3 separate regions of the Mus musculus genome follow, and regions 2 and 3 are each linked to region 1. Evidence: chromatin contacts called from public Hi-C data. All regions are on one chromosome and are shown on one strand. The core of a region is the stretch at or near the end of the contact, and the rest is flanking DNA. Distances in the headings are between cores, read along the strand shown.

Region 1 (2,700 bases), core at 46-2,545:
GGCAGGAGCAGGGGTGGTTTGGGAGGTCCTGTCTATAAAGTAGCCAACACAAGCATCCCTATGCTCCCCCAGACTATGGGCCTGCTGAGTCTCAGTCTCTCTCTCTCTCTCTCTCTCTCTCTCTCTCTCTCTCTCTCTCTCTCTCCCTCCTTTCCTTTCCCCCCTCCTTTATATGCACTGGCTGGGAGGAGGCAAGAAGCACCTACAATGTATGTTGCTTTTTTTTCATGTAATGTGTGAAGGCCACAGCAGTGGCCCCAGTCCAGCCTTGTAATAGCAGTGTGTATTCATTTCTTTTAGAGCCTCTTACAGAGTCAGCTGCGTTAGCTTTTGGCCCAAGTACAGCTATTGGAGATTCTGTCTCGTTACAAAGGAAAGAGACAAATACTTGCATTTTTACTGACAAACCAAAACACCTTTGAACCAAAAGGGTGATTTATCTGGGCTGAAAATAAAACCCGTGCCTACTGAAGTCTTGTGCAGCTGACTTATCACTATTTTGGTCCTATAATTTGTTTTATAAGGTAGTAATTAGCAGGGCAAAGTCTGTTGCCAGGAAAGTAAATCACATTTTGCTGTTTTCTTCTTTTCTAACAAGACACAGACCTTGTCTTCAGTTAAAGAGCAGTTGCAAGGGCACCAGCAAGAAGGGCAGAGATCAGATAGTGGTGGAACCTGCAGGGGAGGGCTCAGAAAGATGACGGGGACGGGGACGGTGGGGGGGGGGGAGGATTCCTCGGGTAAATCTCTGGAAAAAGAAACGGTTTCCAGTCTTGTCCTTTTATCTTGTCTTTTTTCTCGGCTCTGTGTTTCTTCCCTGGCTATAGCCAAGTGGCACAAACGCTATAAACACTCTTACAAAGAGAACTTCTCTCTCTCTCTCTCCTTTACAGATGCCCCAACCGCCCCTTCTCCGTGGCTTCTTCGTTTCAGTGGTCCTTGGCTCTGGCCTTTGCTATGTGGCTTATTGTCACTCACCCCTCGCCTTCCTTTTCCAGCTCACCCTCTTTCGCCTGGCCTCAGGCTCTCTTCAATCCTTTCTCTCTCTCTCCTCTCAGCCCCATCCCATTCCTGGAGGTATCTGGACTGGTAGAGACTCTGGCTTCTCCTTCCTTCTGGATCTCTCTGAAATGTTTCTGTGAGGGGTGGGGAAATGTCAAGAAGGATTGGCCTGGCGGGTGTGGCTAGTAATGCACTGAAACCAGAACCCAGAGCCTGACGTCACCGGACCCCGCCTGTCAATCTCGGGCAGGCGCGCAGCTCGCAGCTCGCAGCCTGCCATCTCTGCCACTGCCTCTCACTCGCAGCGAAGGTGGCTCAGCGACAGGCGACCAGTACTTTCCTCTTTGACGCGGGGCAGCCTTCTGCAGGCAGCTGCTCGGACCGCGCAGGGAGGATAGCCAGGCACACAGCCGCGGAGCGCATGACCAGAGACTCCCGGGATCCCTGACTCCCCAGGTGAGCAGCGGGCTCCTAAGGGTACTTTGAGCTTCTGGGGAAGGCGAGGGGGTAAAAGGCAGTCCTGGAGTGAGTCCGTCCAGGAGTCAAAGAATTGGAGCAAGGCTTGACCACTGCACCTTAGCAGATTCCCCCCTTAGCCTTTCAATCCCCAGTTCCAGACCTGGGGTCTCTGGCTCTCAAACTTCTCTTTCAGGACCGCGGACAGCGGCTTTGCCCAGCTCAGGCTTGCAAAGAGATGACTCTCTAGGTTGATTTGTTTTAGGGTGTTCATGCATGCTAGTGCGTAGTGGAATCTATCTATGCACCTCTGCCAAAGCTCAGAAACCCCGTATATTCCGTTCATTCATTCACTCAACAGGTGCTTATTTATTGGGGTTCTCACTTTTCCCCCACTTCCCCCACTGCGCTCCGTGCGTGTTCCTGAGGTGAGATAAGCAATTTAAGTGAAGCAGTTAGAGCGGGGAAAGTTCATCGGTAGCTTGGGCAGTGCACCTGACAATCTGCGGTCCCTTTTGTGCAGGGAGCAACATCTAGCGGCGATGAACGCTAGCGCCGCCGCGCTCAACGAGTCCCAAGTGGTGGCAGTAGCGGCCGAGGGAGCGGCAGCTGCGGCTACAGCAGCAGGGGCACCGGACACCGGCGAATGGGGACCCCCAGCAGCATCCGCAGCGCTGGGAGGCGGCGGCGGACCTAACGGGTCACTGGAGCTGTCTTCTCAGCTGCCAGCAGGGCCCTCGGGACTACTGCTTTCGGCAGTGAATCCCTGGGATGTGCTGCTGTGCGTGTCGGGAACTGTGATCGCAGGCGAAAATGCGCTGGTGGTGGCGCTCATCGCGTCCACTCCCGCGCTGCGCACGCCCATGTTTGTGCTCGTGGGTAGTCTGGCCACTGCTGACCTGTTGGCGGGCTGTGGCCTCATCTTACACTTCGTGTTCCAGTACGTGGTGCCCTCGGAGACTGTGAGCCTGCTCATGGTGGGCTTCCTGGTGGCGTCCTTTGCCGCCTCAGTCAGCAGCCTGCTTGCTATCACAGTTGACCGTTACCTGTCTTTGTACAACGCGCTCACCTACTACTCGCGCCGGACCCTGTTGGGCGTGCACCTCTTGCTAGCAGCCACCTGGACAGTGTCCCTCGGGTTGGGGTTGCTGCCTGTTCTAGGCTGGAACTGCTTGGCCGACCGCACGTCCTGCAGCGTGGTGCGCCCCCTGACACGCAGCCATGTGGCGTTGCTCTCTACTT
Region 2 (2,700 bases), core at 185-2,684, 130 kb before region 1:
ATAATATGAACATCCAATATCTTTATAGATACAAACAAAATATATTTGCATCTGTAGGTTGGTAATGATGCTTAATTACAAAGTATCTGGTGTTTATTCTAGACTTCTCCAACAGGGAGAATTTGACTCCAATTACTGCTTATTTGGTTAGTCCTCATATGTAATTAATCTCCCATCACCCCTCCTCCGGGATTGTCTCCAGTACAGTCCATTCAGACTGTGACTCCTTAATAGAGTCACCGACCTCAATGACGCCCTTCTCATCTTAAGTGTGCCCAGTACTCAACCCAGCTGCCCCAGTGCGTGTGTACCCTTATGCTGCTTGGGTTCTGGCATGCCCAGGCTGTCAAAGACTGCCTCCGTTTGCAGATGTCTGTCCATGGAATGGATGGCTTTCGTGCTGGGTCAAGTAGGAGGGGTGCAGGAGTGTGGCTCAATCATTTTGTAATGAGTTTCAACACTGAAGGAGCATCCTGTTCACTACAATTTAATTTGTCCCAGTTCTTGGGTTCCAGAAATCTGGTTATACTGAAGTCTCATGGTATCTTAATCACTGTCCTACTGCTGATTATTGGAATTGGTGTCAAGGAAACAAGCAGGGTCCTGTCACCTACACGTGAGAGGCAAGACACATGGCTGTTTCTGCACACACTGGATTTCTAGGAGTGAGAAGCCACACCTGCTGCTGTTCCAGGAAATGCAAGGACATAGGAGACACAAGTCCTAATGGTCTGCGTCTCAGAGGTGACCTGTTGCCCTGAGGGACTCCATATAGGAGCAGTCACATACTTTACCCTTTGAAAACACCTGTCTATGCTTGGTGCTACCTGTCCTTTGCTGTCAGAAGTGCCCCCTTTGAACAGACCAGCCCTGTGCAAGATGACCAACCCCTGTTGCCTGCAGGGCTCAAAGCCAAGCACTTTCTCATTAAATAGCTGTTGAATCTTCTAGTTAGAACCCTCAAAATGACCCAGCCAACTCTCACTGCTACTTCCCCAGTGTTTATATAGGCACGGCTGAGGCAGAACAGCTCGTTCACATTTGGTAGATAATATGTCCAGCTAATAGGAGGGAGGCTATACTGTTCACGAACTGCATCCTAAGTTGGAAGCATTTTACCTGCTTCAGGTCAGAAAACAATTATCATGCCTCATTTCCCTGACACCAGTTCTGTAAAAGGATACAAAGATACAAATGACAGTTTAATTTTAGAGTTCTCCAGGAGAATATAAAAAGTGAATCAAAAATACCAGTGACTGTGGCTTGAATATAAGAAGTATTGCCACTGCCGTTTGTGTGTGTGCCAGAAGTAGACTGTCCCTTCTGTCTCCTTGGAGAACAAACACATGTGCCTGCCTCAAGATGGGAGTCACCCACAACCCGGTACCTGCTGCAGCTGAGATAAGAGGCCTGGGGCGGGGTGTGGCTGGGTGTGCTTTATCATCTCGCTGGCTCTGATGGACAGGAGTCAGTCACAGACAGCGTGGTGCTCTGTTCTAGGCAGAGTGAACAGAGTGACTTAGCTTGGGGTTTTCCGGATCATGGCAGGGCAGTAGAAACAGACTGCAAATCAGACTTGCAGGAATCATTCCCTGAACCATGTGGCAGGCTGTCAGAGGGACTGCCATGCTGCCTTGGTCAGGAAGCTAGCTGTCACAGCAGCTGCTGGCTCCAAAACCAACCGCCTCCACCGTCTTGAGAAAGTCACTGCAGCTCTGGCCAAGTCAAGAGTGCAGCTGCCTTTGCCTCTGTCTACAAAGTAGATCGTTCTGTCCATGTGACCCAGTTACAAATCAAAGCAGCACTCGAATACCTCCGTAAAAGAGCCATGGCCACATTTTGAAATCAAATTCCAAGGGAGTCTGGGGATGGTTGGCTTTTAGTTTTTGTTTTTCCTTTTCAGTGACCTTGGTATACTGGAAGAGTCAATACTGCAGGATCTAATCTGTGCTGTCACTCTGTCCCTCTAGCCTCCTAGCTACCCACTCTTTGTTAGGGTAGAACATAAAAAGCCCCAGTCCTCTGAGTGCGTGCAGCTCTACTCTTCTGGCCGCTTGTGACCCTGTAACCACTAACAAAGACTGTCGGGATGCTCCCAGACACTGCGGTGGCAGGGAAAATAAACACCTTCAGGAACGCAGATAAGGGCTGCCCCATCTGAATGCCTGTGGTGGGTGCACCATCCCCAAGGAGAACAAGGACTGCCAGAGGAGAAGTGGGAGTGATCTTCTGAGGGAGCAGAGAGGGCATGGCAGTGCCAGTCAGCAGTGAGGCTGGCAGAGCCACATAGGCACAAGTCTTGTATTTAGTTGTCCATTTGGAATATGAGTGAAAAATATACTTTTAAGATAAATGTGTCTGATAGGTTTTTGTTTTCTGTTTATTTGATGTGTGTGTGTGTGTGTGTGTGTGTGTGCGCGCGCTCGCGCATGTGTGCATGCATACGTGTATGTGCATACTACTATGCTTGTGTGAAGGTGGGAGGACAACTTGGGGCATCAGCCCTCTCCCAACATGGGGGTTCTAGGGATCAAATCCAGGTTGTCAGGCTTCGAAGCCCACACCTATACTCACTGAGCCATCTTGCTAGCACAAATACAATAATTTTAAAACTCTATCTCCAAATGTTCACACAAAAGCGGAAATAGTAGGGTAGCAAAAGTAGTGATGTTTGTCACTAGTGATTTCTGTAACATGTAT
Region 3 (2,775 bases), core at 258-2,757, 170 kb before region 1:
TGTTATTTTGAAGTTGTTATGAGTAATTCAGTTATATTTGCAAAGTAACTTTTACAATGCAGTGAAATATTCCTAGGTCAGACACTAGGGAACAAGGGTGTTAGGCCCAGATTATTTTCTTCCTGCCATATTTCTCTAATATATGAGTCTCAAAGTAACCATGCTTGGTGAGGTGCGCTATAATCACAGCACTTGGGGTGCTAAGGCGGAATGATCTTGAGTTCAAGGCCATTTGGACTACACAGTAAGTTTAAAGCCAGGTTAAGCTACACAGTGAGACCCTGACTCACAGAAACAAAAGCCAGAGATTTGGTTTATTGGTAGAACCCTTGCCCAGCATGTGTAAGGCCCAGGATTTGACTCCTAAACAACACACACACATACCACACATATCTACCACATAACTCCCCCCCCCATACATACCTACCACACACATATAACATACCTATCACACACACACACAAACACACACACACACACACACACACACACACACACACACACATTCTGAGCCAAATTTGCCATTTCTGAGCCAGAAACTCTTAATTATCTTTAACCTGTTTCTCCACTCATTTTTTTCCACCTCATATCTAAGAACCATCCTTAAATCCTTCAGGTTCCTTATCAGCCATCTTACCACAGTCTCCTGTGTTAGCAAATCTTGTTGACTCTGTGTCCTAAATACGAATGGAAGCCTTCTGTTATTTCCTGCCCCCCTCCCCTCCCATCTTCTCCTCTCTTCTGCCTTCCCTGCCTTTCATAGTGGGATCAAACTCAGGGCTTTTACATGCCACATAAGTATTTTGCTACTGAGATGTACCCTGAGCCCTCTCCACAGCAGACAGTTTGGGCAACAGCATCTCTCAGAAGCCACGGTGGCTCTGACTCATCTCGGAGTCTACTATCGCTACCTGCTGCTTGCTCGTAGGCTGTCTGGTTTATTTATTTTTCCCAGAGGAACTGCTTATGCTGAGGATGGTTTCTTCTTTATTGATTCTTTCTGAATTTCACATCATGTACCTTAATCCCACTCACCTTCTCATCCCTTTATGTCTGCCCTCTGCCCTTGCATCCTCCCCCACCAAAAAAAAAAAGAGAACAAAAAATAAAAATAAAATAAATAAATAAAAACAAAACAAAAGAGAAAGAAAGAAAGATCTTGCCATGGACAATACACAGTGTGTCATACAATATACCCTTTGCCCAAACATCTTTACTTTGAAAGGTTCATTGCCATGAGTCATTGGTCTGGTTCAGGCTTCTGGCTTCTGCTACACTATCGATACTGGGGCCTCAGTGGGACTCCTCTCGGATCTCCTGCTGCTGCAGCTTTGTTCTGCAGGACCTGCTCCTTCATGTGCTTTGGCTGTTCATAGGTTGGGTAAATTTAAATCTGGGCTTGGGTGGCAGCTGTCCTGCAGCTGAGCCCCAAGAGCCAGCACTCCTGTCTGCAGCAGCCAGCAAAATAGGCCAGCTCTCTCCTGCTCATGTGATCAGGGCCAGCTCTCTAGCACTGTCCTGGACAGGGGTGGGGGTCAGCTCTCCTGAGTGCTACAACTGGTGAGGGGTGGGGCTGGCTCTCCCATGCTCACATGATCAGGCCCAGCTCTCTTACACTGCAGGTGAGGGGCGCAGACAGCTCTGCACTTAGACATCAACGTGGCACCCCAGGCCAGGGGTGTCCGAACGGCCTTTGGTGGACACGTGGGCCATGGATATTAACACAGATATTCCTGCTCCTGCACGGCCATGGACCCAGACAAGGGCCTCCATGTTGGCACAGGCCGGGGCATCCCCGTGGCCTCAGGTGGCAGCGTAGACAGGCCTCCAGTTCTGCCTCACTTCATAGTGTACACAGTTCCTCTTCCCTTCCCTCCCATCTCTCCACCCACACTTAACTCAGCATTGTTGTGCTCACCCACGCCACATTCGGGCATGTATGCCTCTCAGGCAATGTGACTTCTATGTTCTAAAGTCAAGTCAGTACAGGAAAGCTGGCCAAGGCAGCTACCCACACAGACCCAGATTCAGGGCTCTGAACCGACCCACCCTAACATCCACCCTATCTATGCACTGCTGCAGCACATGAAGGGGCAGGTCCTACACATCCAAAGCTGCAGGGTCTCCATGGCACAGGGTAACAGCAGGGTATCTAAGAGGAGTCCCAGTGAAGTTTGCTATTGATAGTGTAGCAAAAGCCAGAGGCCTCAAACCAGACCAATGGCTCATGACAATGAGTGTTTGCAGTAAAGCTGTGTGGACAGAGGGTGTACTGTGTGACACACTGATGCACCACAGCTTCCATAGCAAGAGTTGTCTTGTTTTTTTATGTTCTTTTGTTGAGAGGTCACAAGGGCAGAGGGTAGATAAAGGGTGTGGACGGAACGATGAGTGGAACTGGGGTGCATGCTGTGGAATTCACATTCATTAAAATGCTTAAAAATTAAAAATAACTAAAAAATAAAGTTAAATCAGTCTTATCACTCTTCTCTTCAAAACAAACACAAACAAAGACACTTCCTGGGGTTTCCATTACTTTTAAAATCAATTTTCTTCCTATGACTTGGGAGCACGGGCTGTGGCTCCATCTGTCTGTAATCCTTGGCTCTTTCTGCTGCTACCACCCTGCCCCTTCCCTGGGCTTCACCCTGTTGTGGTTTTGCTCAGCTTGGTTCCCTTCAGGTCTTTGCAGTTAGGTCTGTAGACCACAACCTCCTCCCTTCCCTAACCACTCCACCGTGTCCCCTGGCTCTTCCCATCACACGCACACACACA

The links. Hi-C and Micro-C count contacts between places; a contact is called where the count stands out from the background.
Region 2: a Hi-C map of cortical neurons shows a contact between it and region 1, with 1.6 times the contacts expected there. The contact joins the enhancer-like site here to the promoter of Gpr6 in region 1. A contact is called at or near these places in 18 of 39 promoter capture datasets (the 3T3-L1 cell line, 3T3-L1-derived adipocytes, the C10 cell line and 13 more), 1 of 15 datasets of contacts at CTCF or cohesin (the NIH/3T3 cell line), 3 of 484 Hi-C or Micro-C datasets (cerebral cortex, cortical neurons and nephron progenitors) and 4 of 115 datasets of contacts at active chromatin or transcription factors (SST interneurons, embryonic forebrain, forebrain and 1 more).
Region 3: a contact with region 1 is called in a Hi-C map of cerebral cortex, with 2.2 times the contacts expected there. The contact joins the enhancer-like site here to the promoter of Gpr6 in region 1. A contact is called at or near these places in 9 of 39 promoter capture datasets (the 3T3-L1 cell line, 3T3-L1-derived adipocytes, cranial neural crest and 4 more), 5 of 484 Hi-C or Micro-C datasets (the N1E-115 cell line, cerebral cortex, cortical neurons and 2 more), 2 of 115 datasets of contacts at active chromatin or transcription factors (embryonic forebrain and forebrain) and 1 of 9 other capture datasets (embryonic stem cells).

The regions. Positions count from the first base shown.
Region 1 is chr10:41,070,885-41,073,584 of GRCm38.p6, reverse strand. It overlaps Gpr6 (G protein-coupled receptor 6), which reads left to right and starts at 1,295. Exons shown (of 2, transcript NM_199058.2): 1 at 1,295-1,458; 2 at 1,982-2,700. The coding sequence starts at 2,001.
Region 2 is chr10:41,203,820-41,206,519 of GRCm38.p6, reverse strand. The region is part of intron 22 of Fig4 (FIG4 phosphoinositide 5-phosphatase); the gene reads left to right. Among named protein-coding and RNA genes, the nearest start is that of Gm25526, 11 kb to the left of the region's middle. Within about 2 kb of position 1,434, at least 27 of the 459 cell types and tissues checked have an H3K27ac peak or open chromatin away from gene starts, as enhancers often do. A contact at or near this core is called in cerebral cortex and cortical neurons, where this site is marked.
Region 3 is chr10:41,244,408-41,247,182 of GRCm38.p6, reverse strand. All of the region lies in intron 15 of Fig4 (FIG4 phosphoinositide 5-phosphatase), which reads left to right. Among named protein-coding and RNA genes, the nearest start is that of Gm25526, 30 kb to the right of the region's middle. Within about 2 kb of position 1,507, at least 28 of the 459 cell types and tissues checked have an H3K27ac peak or open chromatin away from gene starts, as enhancers often do. A contact at or near this core is called in cerebral cortex and hippocampal neurons, where this site is marked.